Linked DNA regions of Mus musculus: region 2 is linked to region 1. Evidence: chromatin contacts called from public Hi-C data. All regions are on one chromosome and are shown on one strand. Each heading gives the region's core, a stretch centred on a gene start, on an enhancer-like site or on the middle of the called end of the contact. The rest is flanking DNA. Distances are from core to core; before and after follow the strand shown.

The links. A called contact is a pair of places that touch in the nucleus more often than the background predicts.
Region 2: a contact with region 1 is called in a Hi-C map of the G1E-ER4 cell line, with 2.3 times the contacts expected there. The contact joins the enhancer-like site here to the promoter of Fbxo30 in region 1. A contact is called at or near these places in 1 of 15 datasets of contacts at CTCF or cohesin (the G1E-ER4 cell line), 4 of 484 Hi-C or Micro-C datasets (the G1E-ER4 cell line, erythroblasts, macrophages and 1 more), 3 of 115 datasets of contacts at active chromatin or transcription factors (bone marrow-derived macrophages, embryonic stem cells and epiblast stem cells) and 2 of 9 other capture datasets (adipose tissue and pancreatic islet).

What each region holds. Positions count from the first base shown.
Region 1 is chr10:11,277,694-11,284,142 of GRCm38.p6, reverse strand. Fbxo30 (F-box protein 30) reads right to left here and starts at 2,813. Exons shown (of 3, transcript NM_027968.3): 1 at 2,643-2,813.
Region 2 is chr10:11,320,552-11,327,000 of GRCm38.p6, reverse strand. No RefSeq gene overlaps it. Among named protein-coding and RNA genes, the nearest start is that of Gm25979, 6.8 kb to the left of the region's middle. Within about 2 kb of position 3,295, at least 28 of the 459 cell types and tissues checked have an H3K27ac peak or open chromatin away from gene starts, as enhancers often do. A contact at or near this core is called in the G1E-ER4 cell line and erythroblasts, where this site is marked.

The DNA of each region.
Region 1 (6,449 bases), core at 1,564-4,063:
CAAGTACAGGGAGGAAAAGGTCTGCTTCTGCTGACACTCCCAGGTCACAGTGCATCCAGAGCAGGCGGTAGGAACTCGAGCAGAAGCCATGAGGGAATGCTGCTTTTTTGCTTGCTCACTGTCCGATGCTCAGCTAGCTTTCCTAAATAGTCCAGGGCCATCTACCTAGGGATGGGACTGCCCACAGAGGGCTAGGTCCTCCTACATCAATTAAAGACAGTCCAGCACCGACAGCCTCACAGGCCAGAATGACCTAGGCAATTCCTCAATTGAGGCTTCTTCTCTCAGACTCAAGGTTTTGTCAACTTGACAACTGAGGCTAACCAGGCACATGGCTAAACAAGTTATATTCTAATTATTTTATTAAACTTTGCTTCTGGTTTTATATAAAAATGAGCTAACGAGATGGAAATTTATGTTCATGTTCTTATCCCTCCAGATGTAATATAATCAAAACAAACAGCTGTCATTTCTAAACCTGGTCATGGTTAAAAATTTTTAAATAAAAGTTTTAACTACTCACAATTTTCTCCCCTAAATACACAAATGAAAAAAAAATCATGGACTTGGATCAGAAATTAAATGATACTCAGATGAGAACCTATTTAAATGAATACATAGATGGAACCAGATCTAGTCAAGCGGCAGGAAGGACTCAGTCTAAGATGGCAAGAAGAGGCTTCCAGGAAGCCTCAGCTTTTGACTTTGAGGCAATTATTGGACCTAGAAAGCAATACTGAATTTCTGAAAGTTTATTACAGTTATTTCTGTGTTCAACAGTAAATATAGTTACTCACAAATGGAGTCACTCTGCTTTACACAATAGCCAGATTTATATACAACTACTTTTAAATGTTACTTAAATTTATAAAGTTTACTGTTATATGAGGAACCACTCTACCCAGTGCTAACATTAACCATTCTGTTAAAAAAAAAAAAAAAAAAAAAAAAAGACAAACCAAAAAAAAACAAAAAACAAAAACAAAAAACCCAACCTATTTTGTTTAAAAAAAAAAAAAAACCCACATTTTGAGGGAGGTGTATTCAGACTAACATTTTCCTATTCATATAGGAACTACTTCAAGCTGACCCTCTTCTATCCCATCGTAACTAATATGAAATGTAATATTTATTCAGCCTTTTAAACTTACAATTCTTATCACTGAATACATAAATGCAAAAATATTCTCCAGGAAAATGCCCAGCAAGAGTAATTCCTTTTATTAAATAAACAGCAGTTTTAAAATCTTATTTAGAAGATTATCCAAGCGTTAGATTTTAGAAACATGCTATATCAAACAGTAAACACATTAACTAAAGCCTGTTTGTCTGCCCTTAAAGCACCTCTCAAGCCATATGGGAAGTGTTAGCAATTATTTTATGCAATATTACTTTTAAAAGAATATTTTATTTAAGTATTTTATATTTTAAGACAAAAAATAAACAAAAAACCCTTTAAACCTAAATCTAAACATTCAGAAATATTAGAGTTCCAGTTTTCTTATATCATTCATAAAACACCTACTATTTCTAGAATCACACACACACACACACAAAAGCTTATGTCCCTATGTTAAGTATCGGGTATAAACTGGTGATCTAAGAAGTTAGCAAAACATGTTGTCCTCAACTAAACTACTACAGCAAGAAACAGTGACTAAGCATAAAGAAGAGTGATTCAACGAAACTGTATGCTTTAGAAAAATCAAACAGGGATACTTCATGGTATCCTTTGTCTCTTTGTCAGTCAACACAGGATTGTTTGGGAAAACTAACATAAAAGCGTGCAGAGCGTGTTAATGTAACTTACTTTGCCTGAAATTTAGCAGGGAACAAATAAAAAAAAGAACCTCAGAAACTTTTTGAGACTTCGTTTTAAAAACGTTAACCCTCTTTGATACCAGAATGCCCGTAAATAACTTCATCTTGGATCACAGTCAACAAAGCAATCATGGAAGAAAAGGTCAATTCCTTCCCAAGCATCTATTTTATCCGGGATTTACCACGGGACTCAAAGAAGGGAGAGGGGAGCAGGAGAAACGCGGCAAACACAGGCCTCCGTCGAGGTTAAAATGTAATCCCCGAGTGACTTTGAATCCGCCGTGCGTTCCCTGTCCTGCTTCCAATCTGGGACTCCACGAGCTGGAACCCAGGAACTTGGGGGGGGGGGGGGTGATCCCTAAGTCTCGCTTTAACCAGGGCCACAGCTAAGCCTCCGCGCCTCTCACTTCCATGAATGGAAAAGTTACCAACTTCGCTTATCCCGCGGAGACACTTGGAGATGCCTCGCCGTCCTTTAACCCGTTTGCGCCCAAACTCCTCAAGTCCCTACGAGGCAGAGGGTGCGAGCCACGCATTCCGGGGTCCCCCGGGGCTCCTCTGCGCTCAGTGGGGGTGGGGGCGGAGGTGGGGGTCTCACCCGGTTCCGCGTCCCCGGGGGTCGGGGCGCCATTTGCCGGGAGCCTCAAGGGCAGGCCACACGGGCGGCCGGGCGCGACCCGGACGGGGCCAGCCGGACGGAAGCCTCTGAACTGCGCCGACTCCACCGGCCCCGCCGCCCCCGGGGCCCGCGCCGTCCGGGCCGCTGCCCGCCCGCCCGCCCGCGTCCCCGCGCCAGCCTCCCGCGGCCTCGCCACACTCACCAGCCCGCGCGGGCCGAAGCGCCGCTCAAACCCTGGCTTCTCTGGCCTTAGCGCCCGGCGGCTCCGCAGCGTCCCCGCACCGGACCGGACCACGCACGGGGCCCGTCCCGTCCCAATCCTCTGCGCCTCCGCCCTGCCCGGACCGCCGCCTTTTCTCCTCGGCCTCCAACCGCCACCGCCCTCCTCGCGCGCCCCGCCCCGCCCCGCTGCGCCCCGCCCCCCGGCCCGGCAGCGGGTGAGCGGGCACGCGCACGCACAGCGGGCGAGGATGCGCACGCTGTCCTGTGCCGGTCAGGCCGAGCGCAGAGAACCCACGGGGCAGCCTCTCCCTTGGTGCTCCCTGCCGGGTCCGCCTTTCGCGCCTTTGCTTTTTGTTTGTTTTTGGAAGGACTCTCCGAGCCCCTGTGGCACTGTGGAGGACGCAGGCCCAGGAGCGCGACCCGTCCTCCTAGCGCGCACTCGCAGGAAATAGGTCAGCCCCCGTTGTCGGTGGTAACTGCCACCACCTCACGTGCCCGAGCCCTGTGACTCGGTGACCGCTCTGCTCTGTGACCCGTTTCCCCTTGTAAGGGCTCTGCTGCTCGTCAGCCCGCGGCGGGCGGCTTCGGTGGGGCGAGCCACGCGGCCTCCAGAGGGCGCGGCGCGGCTTCTGGGAAACGTCTTAGGGCCGGAGCTTTCCCGTGGCCATCCAGGGCTACACACCCCGCGTGTAGGCGTCCCCGTTACTACCGCCAGGCCCGGGCGTGAGGCTGAGGGACGGTGATGTCACCGACGCCCACCCCGTCTGGAGGCCTCCTGCCAACTCCCACCTCAAAGCCACCGTGAAGGAGCCTTGGCCCTGGCTGGCGGAGGGGCGGAGGTGAGAAAACCCCCTTGGGTGGCCGTTCTGGTGACTGCAGTTTTACTCCCCAGCTGTTGGAAACGGTGGCTCACGAGAGTCACCGTCCTTCACCTTAAAAACCAGCACTTTCATACAACTACACAAAACCCTGGGGAGCTTAAGACTGAGCACACTGTAAAGGTCAGGGGTTTGGTTTGGTTTAATGAAGACATTCAGATTTTTGAAATATTTAGTGCTTATATGTGGGGTGCTTAGGACGCTGTATTTTTTTTTTTTTTTTTTTTTTTTTTTTTTTTTGCCTGCTTTGGCTGTAGGAGGTAGGCGCTTTTCGGTCAGCCCAGAGCGTGAGACCCAAAGGGGCCAGGTAAGAAAAGTGAAGCAGACAGATGAAATGGTGGGAGAGTTGCTTGTGCATGACAGGTGGTCGCGATTGAGTCACACATCCTTCCATTACATCCCCTTCCGCAAAATAAGGGGACTGCGGCAGGGAATCCCAAAGGCTCTCTACAGCTTCAACATTCCCATACTGATTGATTGTACTTTGGGGCTTTCTGCCTCTCTAAATCACCTAGTTGACACTAGGTCATCTCCCACCTCAAGCTGAGTAGGAGTCAGGGCAAACAGAAGCCTCTGCTCTTCCATAAGTGGCAACCAGAGACTACCAGGAATCAAAGGTCTTCAAAGATGTCCTCGGAAGTATATGTGGACTTTGGGCTAGACTTGTGGAACAAAACTACCATTTATGTGGCTTAGCCACCCAGAAAGCAACAGGTACTTTGGCAATTTAAAATAAACAAATAAGCAGTAGCAGGTTTGACCTGTCTGCTCTCTTTAAAGAGAGGAGCACAACCCCCCTACCACGTTCTTAAATTAGTCTTGCATCGGCTTAGGAAGAATACGTACCCTATTTTTTTTCTAGAGGTCAATTTCATGGTGGGATGCTATAAAAACTATGGGACGGGAAGGTTGGTAAAGTTTTTGCTGAGCAAGCAAGAGAACCTGAGTTCCATCCCCAGCAGCTATGTAAAAAGCCAGGTGGAGTGGTGGTTATGAGTGCTTCCCAGGGCCCTTTCTCAAAAAGTAGGTTAGATGGTTCCTGAGGAATGGACCTAGGGTTGGTCCTTGGCTTCACATACATACACAAAACTAGCTAAAATAAGACCACAGTCATAAAGCCTGCAGGCAAGACTGAACTATAAGAGATAGGAGTTTTCAGAGAAAATTGAATTGGCTAAACAAATCCTGACAAATTGTTTTTCCATTTATTCAGTGTCAAGGCTAATAGCACCTTTAATTTGAAAAGGTTTTCTTGCCCAGTTAGACCACCAGCCTGTATTTGGAAAGCCTGAGGCTAAAGCAATGGAAAAGTCAAGAGTAAAATTTAAGTCATGTGCTAATTAAGGAAAGCACCTTTGGCTAGAGACAAGTGTGAGTGGGTAAAGGCAGATTTGCGGCTGTGAAGCCATGAGAGAATAGGCATTACTAACCGGGATAGTAATACTAACTGGGATTAGTATTAGATATTAATACCCAGCATCTAATATTCACCAGGTATAATTATGTTTCTAATACACATTCATTTGAAGTACAAAAAATATAATTGCAATTTACAAGAAGCCTCCCAAGGACAAACTTTATAGCCTCAAGTCAACCTTCGTAGTTTTAAATAAGTAATCAAAGCAATTTGAATCCTGTGGAAAATAGAAGATCCAGGTTTTGTCTATATGAACCACAGACCTCTTAAACCATATTCTAAAGAAGAATATGTATATATCAGTGATCCATGTTTTTAGTTAATAAGATTAAACTTATCTGTACAGTATCTAGCATACAGAATATGTATGCACTCAATAAATGAATGATTTTACCCTGCCCCACTCCCAAGCTCAGCCTGCAAAGTGTTGCATTTCAGGTGACTAGCGTTTGGTGGTACTCAAGTCTGGGGGTGAGGAAATAAACAGGTAGACTCAGGTGGAGTTGATAGTTATTCTTTCATCTGTCTAAAACTGTGTAACTGTATAGTAACTGTGCTTGGTAAGGAGGTCGAAAATTTTTCATGCAGAAACAAATTAATATACATTAAACAGGAGAAACCAAATTTAACAGCCCATAAATGAACTCGATTCCATTTTTATCCTTTCTGTACTCTGCTGGAGTGGTAGCAAAGAAAATGCCATAGTGTAACAAGTAGACTCGGAGGAAACTGTTGGCATCAGAAGAGCATACTATGTTGTTCTAGTTGTTCTATGTTGTTCTGTTGCACATGGCAGTAGAGGAAATAGTAGCTCCATATCTTCTGTTTTGTTGTGGTGGTTTTTTTTTTTTCTTATTAAAGCTTCTGAAATTCAGCTAGTTACATGAACACCATCTGATGTTTTTGAATTTTCAGAAACCCCATGTGTGCATGGCTGGGGCTGAGAGGGAATCAAGCACCACAACAAAGCTACATCTTTTTAGTGAGTCATGCAAAAGATGATAAAATAGAAGTTGGTACTTAATTCTAGGAATAGCATGGTTCTTAAACTGTTAGAGTATTGCTTTCCTCTAAAATGGATTTCTGTGCTGAACGGCTAACTTGTTAATTAGCCCTCAGTCCCTTGGGATATTCCCTTCAGTATGACAGACTCTAAGCCTGCTGTGACCCATGACTCCTAGTAGCCACATTAAGGATGAAACATGTAGCCTTGCCTTCCCATTCATACAGAGAAATACTATAAACAACACATGGTTCCATTTCTTCTCTCCCTTGATGAAGTCATACATCTTTTTTTCTTTGAAAAATAAAACATGCTGAGACCTCTGCACTAGGATAAGTTCAGCTTCTCTCCATGCAGCAACAGAGGGAAAGTCCTAGGCATTGCTCTGGGGCTCTGAAGCATGAGCAGGGCTAGGCGTCTGCAAGACCTTTCCAGCCTCAGCCTCCTGCTCTAGGAATCACAGGCACACTGAGCCAGGAAAGCTCTATT
Region 2 (6,449 bases), core at 2,046-4,545, 42 kb before region 1:
AATGACACTAAATTGTTTATGATGGAGTAATGTCTAGTATAACTCATAGTCTGTTGCAGGTCAGAATAGGCCGAAGCATGAAGAGCCTACGAAGCTTGGGTCTGAAGTGCCACCACAGAGGACTTGCAGCCAAAACCTGTAGTGTTGGCAAGAAAGAAAGAAAGAAAGAAAGAAAGAAAGAAAGAAAGAAAGAAAGAAAGAAAGAAAGAAAGAAAGAAAGAATGAAAGAAAGAAAGAAAGAAAAGAAAAGGCTGCTCCCCCTGCTGGTGGACGGAAGCTGTCTCCTGAGCCACAAGTCAATATCAACAAAAGCAAAGAGGTGGACCATCTCAGGCATATCATTTGAGAGTAATGAATTCCAGATCTCATAAATGATATATTAAGATAACTATATGGCAAACATGTTTGTCTTTCTCAGTCACCTTTCAGACTAATTATATACTTTAGCTTATATGCTTCCTATTTCAAAATTCGTAATGTAGACAATAAATAAGGAGATAAGTATGCTAGTTCTATAAAGAAGTAAATAGGAAAACAAAGAACGAAGTATGTTGGGTGTTTATTGTGAAAAAAGAACATGAACCTTATTAAAATCAAGGGGCAAGCCATTCCATATACCCTAGGTTAACAAAAGAAATGAGCTCAGTGGTGCTGTCTCATAGTCACAGAAAGTTGACAGTGTAAGCAGTTACAATCTATTGCCACATTGCTTTCAGGAGTATGTGTGTCTATACACCCTCAAGTTTACCTGGCACATATTATCAGTCATGCAAGTGCACCAAGAGGCATTTGTGAAGCCCAGAAGACCAACCAGGAGCCAATTCCGGTGCAATCACACAGGGTCTTTATTTAAAGACCAGCCAGGAGCCAATTCCGGTGTAATCAATCACACAGGGTCTTTATTTACAAACTTGACTTAGGCCTGCTCTCTACCGACCCACAGGACGGCTTGGTAAAGGAGCTCTGAACTCTCATCAGGACGAGGTTTTATGGGAAATGGCAAGCAAGGGTTGTTTCTAGCCTGGCAAGCATCTAACTGGGGGCTACTGTAGCCTTTAACATAACTGGCTGAGCTGGGAGCCAAACCATAAACTTCATTTCTGTTTTCCTCCTGATTGATGGTTGTTAGGAAGCGAAGTGTCAGGAGCAGGCTTGTCACCTAGAGCTACAGATTTCTTAGAGAATAACCTGGAAACTGGTACTAGACTCAAGTTTTGTTGGGGGGCTGGGGAGGTTAACCTGGAAACTGGTGCTACCTGCAGGTCTTGTTGGTGGGGTAACCTGGAAACTTGCTAGATACCAACCTGTTAGTTAACTCAAGTTCAACCTTAGGTCAGGTTCTCAACGGTGGAGTCTGAACCCAAGATCTGGTCTCTCACAGGACTAACACACACTCCATGATCTCCTAAAGTTACCAAACGTATTAGGTGCTAAGTAAATGAAATGGCTTTTAGAAAGTAAATACCTTTGTAGGGCAAATATGTTTTCTTATTAGAAAATATGATTTATTCTCCCTCTGAGAATATGGTTAATTTATTTCAAAATGTTTAACTATCAGATAACTGTTCATGAATTCTAACATAGCTACATCAACATCAACTCTGACACAATCACTTCAGGGCCACTAACACACCTGAATCTAACAGCCTCACAGTTTAATTAATTTTACATGTTTGAGGTGTGGTGGCAAATGATTCTATAAATGTGACTAGAAATGTTTCCACAAAATATGTAAATACACAATTTCATTTCAACACATCAGTGCCTTTAATAGTCAATTTAATGTACTTAGTTAGTATTATGGCTAGACGTTCAAAGAAAGAACTTAGACTACAGGTTACAAGAGGCAGACTCCTGAGTTCCTGTTGTAGTTGCCAATTCCTCTCTTCTCTAATCAACTCTGCAGTGGCTACCTGCCCCAATTTTCTGGGTTACAGAATGACAGAATGAAACACACACACACACACCCCACATAGCCTTATATTTTAATATGCCTTAGACAGCTTACTTCTTAAGCTCCACGAAGCTAGCACACTCCCCTCCAATATTCCTGAGTTATTACTTACTACATACAATCTCCATTCCATCTTTGCTGCCCCAGCTCCAGCCCTGCAGCCCTCCTCAGCTCTCTCGTTATTGATGCTCTCTCCTCAGCTCTCTCGTTATTGATGCTCTCTCCTCTGCGCCTCTCAGGCTTGCCCTTTACTGCTGTCATGGCAAGGCAGCTCTCCCTTCCTGCCTTTTCTTGAGTCCCTTGCCCAGGAATCCTAAAGTTCCCTCGACGCTTTGTCTCCCTGCCCAGCCATTGGCCTCTGGCAACTTTATTTACCAATCAAAACTAACTGGGGGGCAGGGTCCCTCAGCCCCTACATGCAGATGTGAAGGTTCCTGTGTAATTTGGGGGACGTGATTAACATAAGTAGCATTAGACCAAATCCACAATGCCTTCCAGCCGCACTGTCTGCTATATTAGGAAACAGACTCACATGAAAGTTTATTATTTGTTTTCATCTGTTAACTGAGTTTCCTAAAACTGAAGGATTAACAGAGATACAGTCCCCTCAACATTAATGCTTTTCCTCCTTAACTGAAGGACTGCAGGATAACATCAAGAGTTCAATTCAAGAGACACCTAACAGTCACATGCATAACATAGTAACATGCATAGCCTATTAGTAAGAAGAGTAATTTCTTCAAGAACATAAGCCTCCTGAGGATGCAGCTCAGCTGGACCGCCGTTACCTACTGCATATATCTGGCTTCCGTACCCCACACCACAGAAACTGCACACTGTTATGAATTCCTGTAATTCCAGAACTAGAGGAAGTTCAGGGATATCCATGGTGGCACATACTGAACTCAAGGCCCACCTGAGTTACATAAGAGCCTGTATCAAAAGTTGGAAGGGGGGAAGGAAAGAAGGAGGGAGGCACAGAGGGAAGAAGAGAGGGAAATAGGAAAGGAGGAAGAGAGGAAGGAAGGAAATAAGAGAGAGACAGACCTAGTATTTTGTTTCCATGGACAATATAGACACAGAGTGCTTTGTGTAGAGTATTTTCTGCTACTCTTTGGAGGCAACAGTTCCATATTTAAATAGCATTTTAAGCCCCGCTCTTTTTAAGAAGACATTCTAAGAAGTAGTATTTGTGCTGAGGTAGTACTATAGGTTTTGAGACTGCCTTCTTTCCAACTCACACCCACCTAAAACAGGAAGTGCACATTTAGCTGCAGCTCGAGCCATATGCTCAGCAGGGAGTTTCCTCACTCATGTGTTGGTTTATCTTTTAGGCACACAGCCTCCCTGGAGCCTAGTAGTCAGTGGGTAGTAGTAGATCAGCTCAGTTACATTATCACATCCTATAAGCCATGCCTGCATCTTTTAGCTCATATCTCACTGGAGAAGGCAGAGGAACAGTAGAGCTCTATATAAAACAGAGGCAGCATCACAGGCAGACCTTTCAAAGAGCCAAAGTAGGTTCTATTGGGTCTAAGAGTGGTGATGGTGCCCCAGCAACCCTAACTGCTGAAAGGCTGGCAGCCTCTGGTCTCTTCTCTGCCCTTCTGCCACAAAGTGTAACTCAGTTCTTATCTCCTTCACCTTCCATTGCTCTTTCTGTGCCCAACTTTTTATTGAGGGTCACTCAACCAAAGTCATGGAAAATACGCATCTGACTGCCTTTCCTGCTATAATCCAATGCAGTTACCACTGACAGAACCCTCCAGCCATACTCCCTCATAGGCCAAGCCACACTTCCTCAAAGAACACTAGTGACTACATGCACGGCCTACCCAAACTGATCTGCATCTCATTAGGATGCGTGGAGACAAATTGAGACTTACTTTACAATTAATTGATCTATACCTTTCAGAAATTCAATACCATGACAGACAAAGGCCAAAGGAGTCTTCCAACATAAAGGGGAAAAAGGCTTGACAAAAATGAAGTTCATGACCCTAAATTGGACCCTGAACCAGGGGAAAAAGAAGGGTGGACTAAAGGACATTCCTGGACCTACTAGCAAAAGTGAAAAAGGACTATTGATTATTGTATTTATGACCAGTTTCTTAATTTTAATGATTATATATCATTCATGCAAGAGAACATAGCTTTTTACTATCAGGAAATTTTCAATGAAAAATTTAGACTAAACTCTCCTCAAATCACTTTACAATCATAAAACACTTGGTACGTAATGTTAATATAATATATAACATGGAGACAGTATAGAAATGATCAGGATGAACAGAGAGGCTAAAAGTTCGATAGACTAAAAAGACAGACCAATAGAAATTCAAGTGGCTGGGCATCAGGCCGCGAGGTCGTGCTGAACTGAAGCTCCAGGCATGGTCAAGCTTTTTCTAACCCTTCACCCCTTGCACATGTATACAGTGGTCAGGTGGCAGATGAATACAGACACTACCGCCACACTCTCGGGAGTGCCTTTCTTTATCTTATCTCATGTGGCCCAAGTGAAAGGTTTCATCTTTGTTCTGGTATATTGATAAGCTCATTAGCCTGAATTTCCTGATAAAGTTTAAATGCAAGCCGCGTGCCCATGTGTTCCCAATTTACTACAGTAAGCACACAAGGAAGTTTTCAAACAGTTCACTCTAGGCAGGTTGTGCAGAAATAAATGGTATGCAGTCATTTTTCATTCTTAAGCAAAAAATAACCAACTACTTTTTAGTGAATTTGAGTCCTCCAGGGTGAGATGCATGCAGAGAGCCAGTGTGTTATTTACAGTAACTGGAAACAGGGCAGTAACTTAGGGCATAGACGCTTAGAACTGAACAGTTAATTCCATGCAGTAGATCTGCCTATAACTTATGTCAAAAGTCTTTGTTTTGTTTTGAGCTTTTCTTTCATCTTTTCTCTAAGTTTAAAATTGAAATGAAAAGAGAGAACAAAAATTATATTGAGCATTTACAATGGTGGGGGTCAGGATTAAAGTATGGCTCAGTTATGTATAATCGACCAGAGACAGAGAGAGAGGTGGGGGGCAGCACAATTATATAAATAAGTCCTTGCCAAATTTTTAAACTGGGACTTGGTGGCACAGATTTGTATACTCCCAGCTACTCAGGAGGCTGAGGCAGGAGGATCATCAAGACCAGTTCTAAGCTATAGAGTGAGTTCAAGGCTAGCCTGAGCAACTTAACTAGGCCCATTTCAAAATAGAAGCATTTTCAAGGCTAAAGACGAATCTCAGTGCTAGGGCATTTGCCTAGTTTGAGCAGAGCCATAGATTCAATCCCTAATACCACCTAAAAATGATTTTTTTATTCAAATCCGATGAATGAGATTCATACATGTGAAAATTTTAGCAAATAAACAGAAGAAAAATACAAAGAAGCTCATTCCAAGGCTTCATATCAATTCTAAACATGGGGCATGCACAGAGCACTAACAGTAGTTATGTGTTTGATAACACTAATTGTATTGGTTTCCCAGGGTTTCTATAATTAATGCAAATGAGAGACACATTCTCTAACAGTTCCAGAGGCCAGAAGTCAGTACTCCAGGCAGAGCTGTGCTCCCAGAAAACCCCCAGGGGCAGGCCTCCCTTGCTGCTTACTGACTTTGGGTGGAACCAGCAAACGTCATGCTCCCTGTCTTGTTGTTTTGAGTCATTGCAGTCTCTGCCTCCTTTGTCACCTGGGATTCTTCCTTCTGCATTTTTGTCTTTTTATCTCAAAATCTCCTTTTCCTTCTCATAAAATTGCTAGCCATTGATGTGGGCCCATCTAATCTAGCATGACTGCATCTTAATTTGATTCCATCTGCAAAAACTCCAAAAACTTGCAGAATTCCAAATAAGGTCACATTTACCAACACTAAGGGTTGGGATCTGAACATATCTATTTAGGGACACAAATCAACTCACTACAGAATGTATAAGTCAGAGATTATTCTTAAAAAGAGACATTCTGTTTCATTGTTTGGGTAAACTACTAACAAATCAGGCACAAAACCCTAATCCTAACCCTACCTCTAACCCTGAGTTCCAATTACTATAAATTAAGTCTCAGTGATTATCCTATGTTAAACCAAAGTCCTGATAAAGGATTGTGACCCTGAGAACTAGGACAGGAACATCACAATTTCTGGACCTTAAAATTTTTTAATGTAATTTTCCCTATGTGTATGAGTGTTGGTCTACATGTATGTCTTTGTACCACCTGCATGCATGTGTTCACAAAGCTCAGAAGAGAATGTCAGAATCCCTGGCTTGAGAGTGCCAGACAGTTGTGATCCGATACCCAAGTGCTAGGAATAAAGTCCAGGTCCTCTGGCAGAGTAGCCAGTGCTCTTAGCCATTGAGCTGTCTCTCTAGCTCCTGGCCCTAAAAACTGCAACCCAGGCTGTCTGGCTGTCCTGAGCTGCATATGTGCTTGACTCTCCAGTAGACATTTCCTGCTTGGGATGAAAGAGTAATTCAGAATGGTGA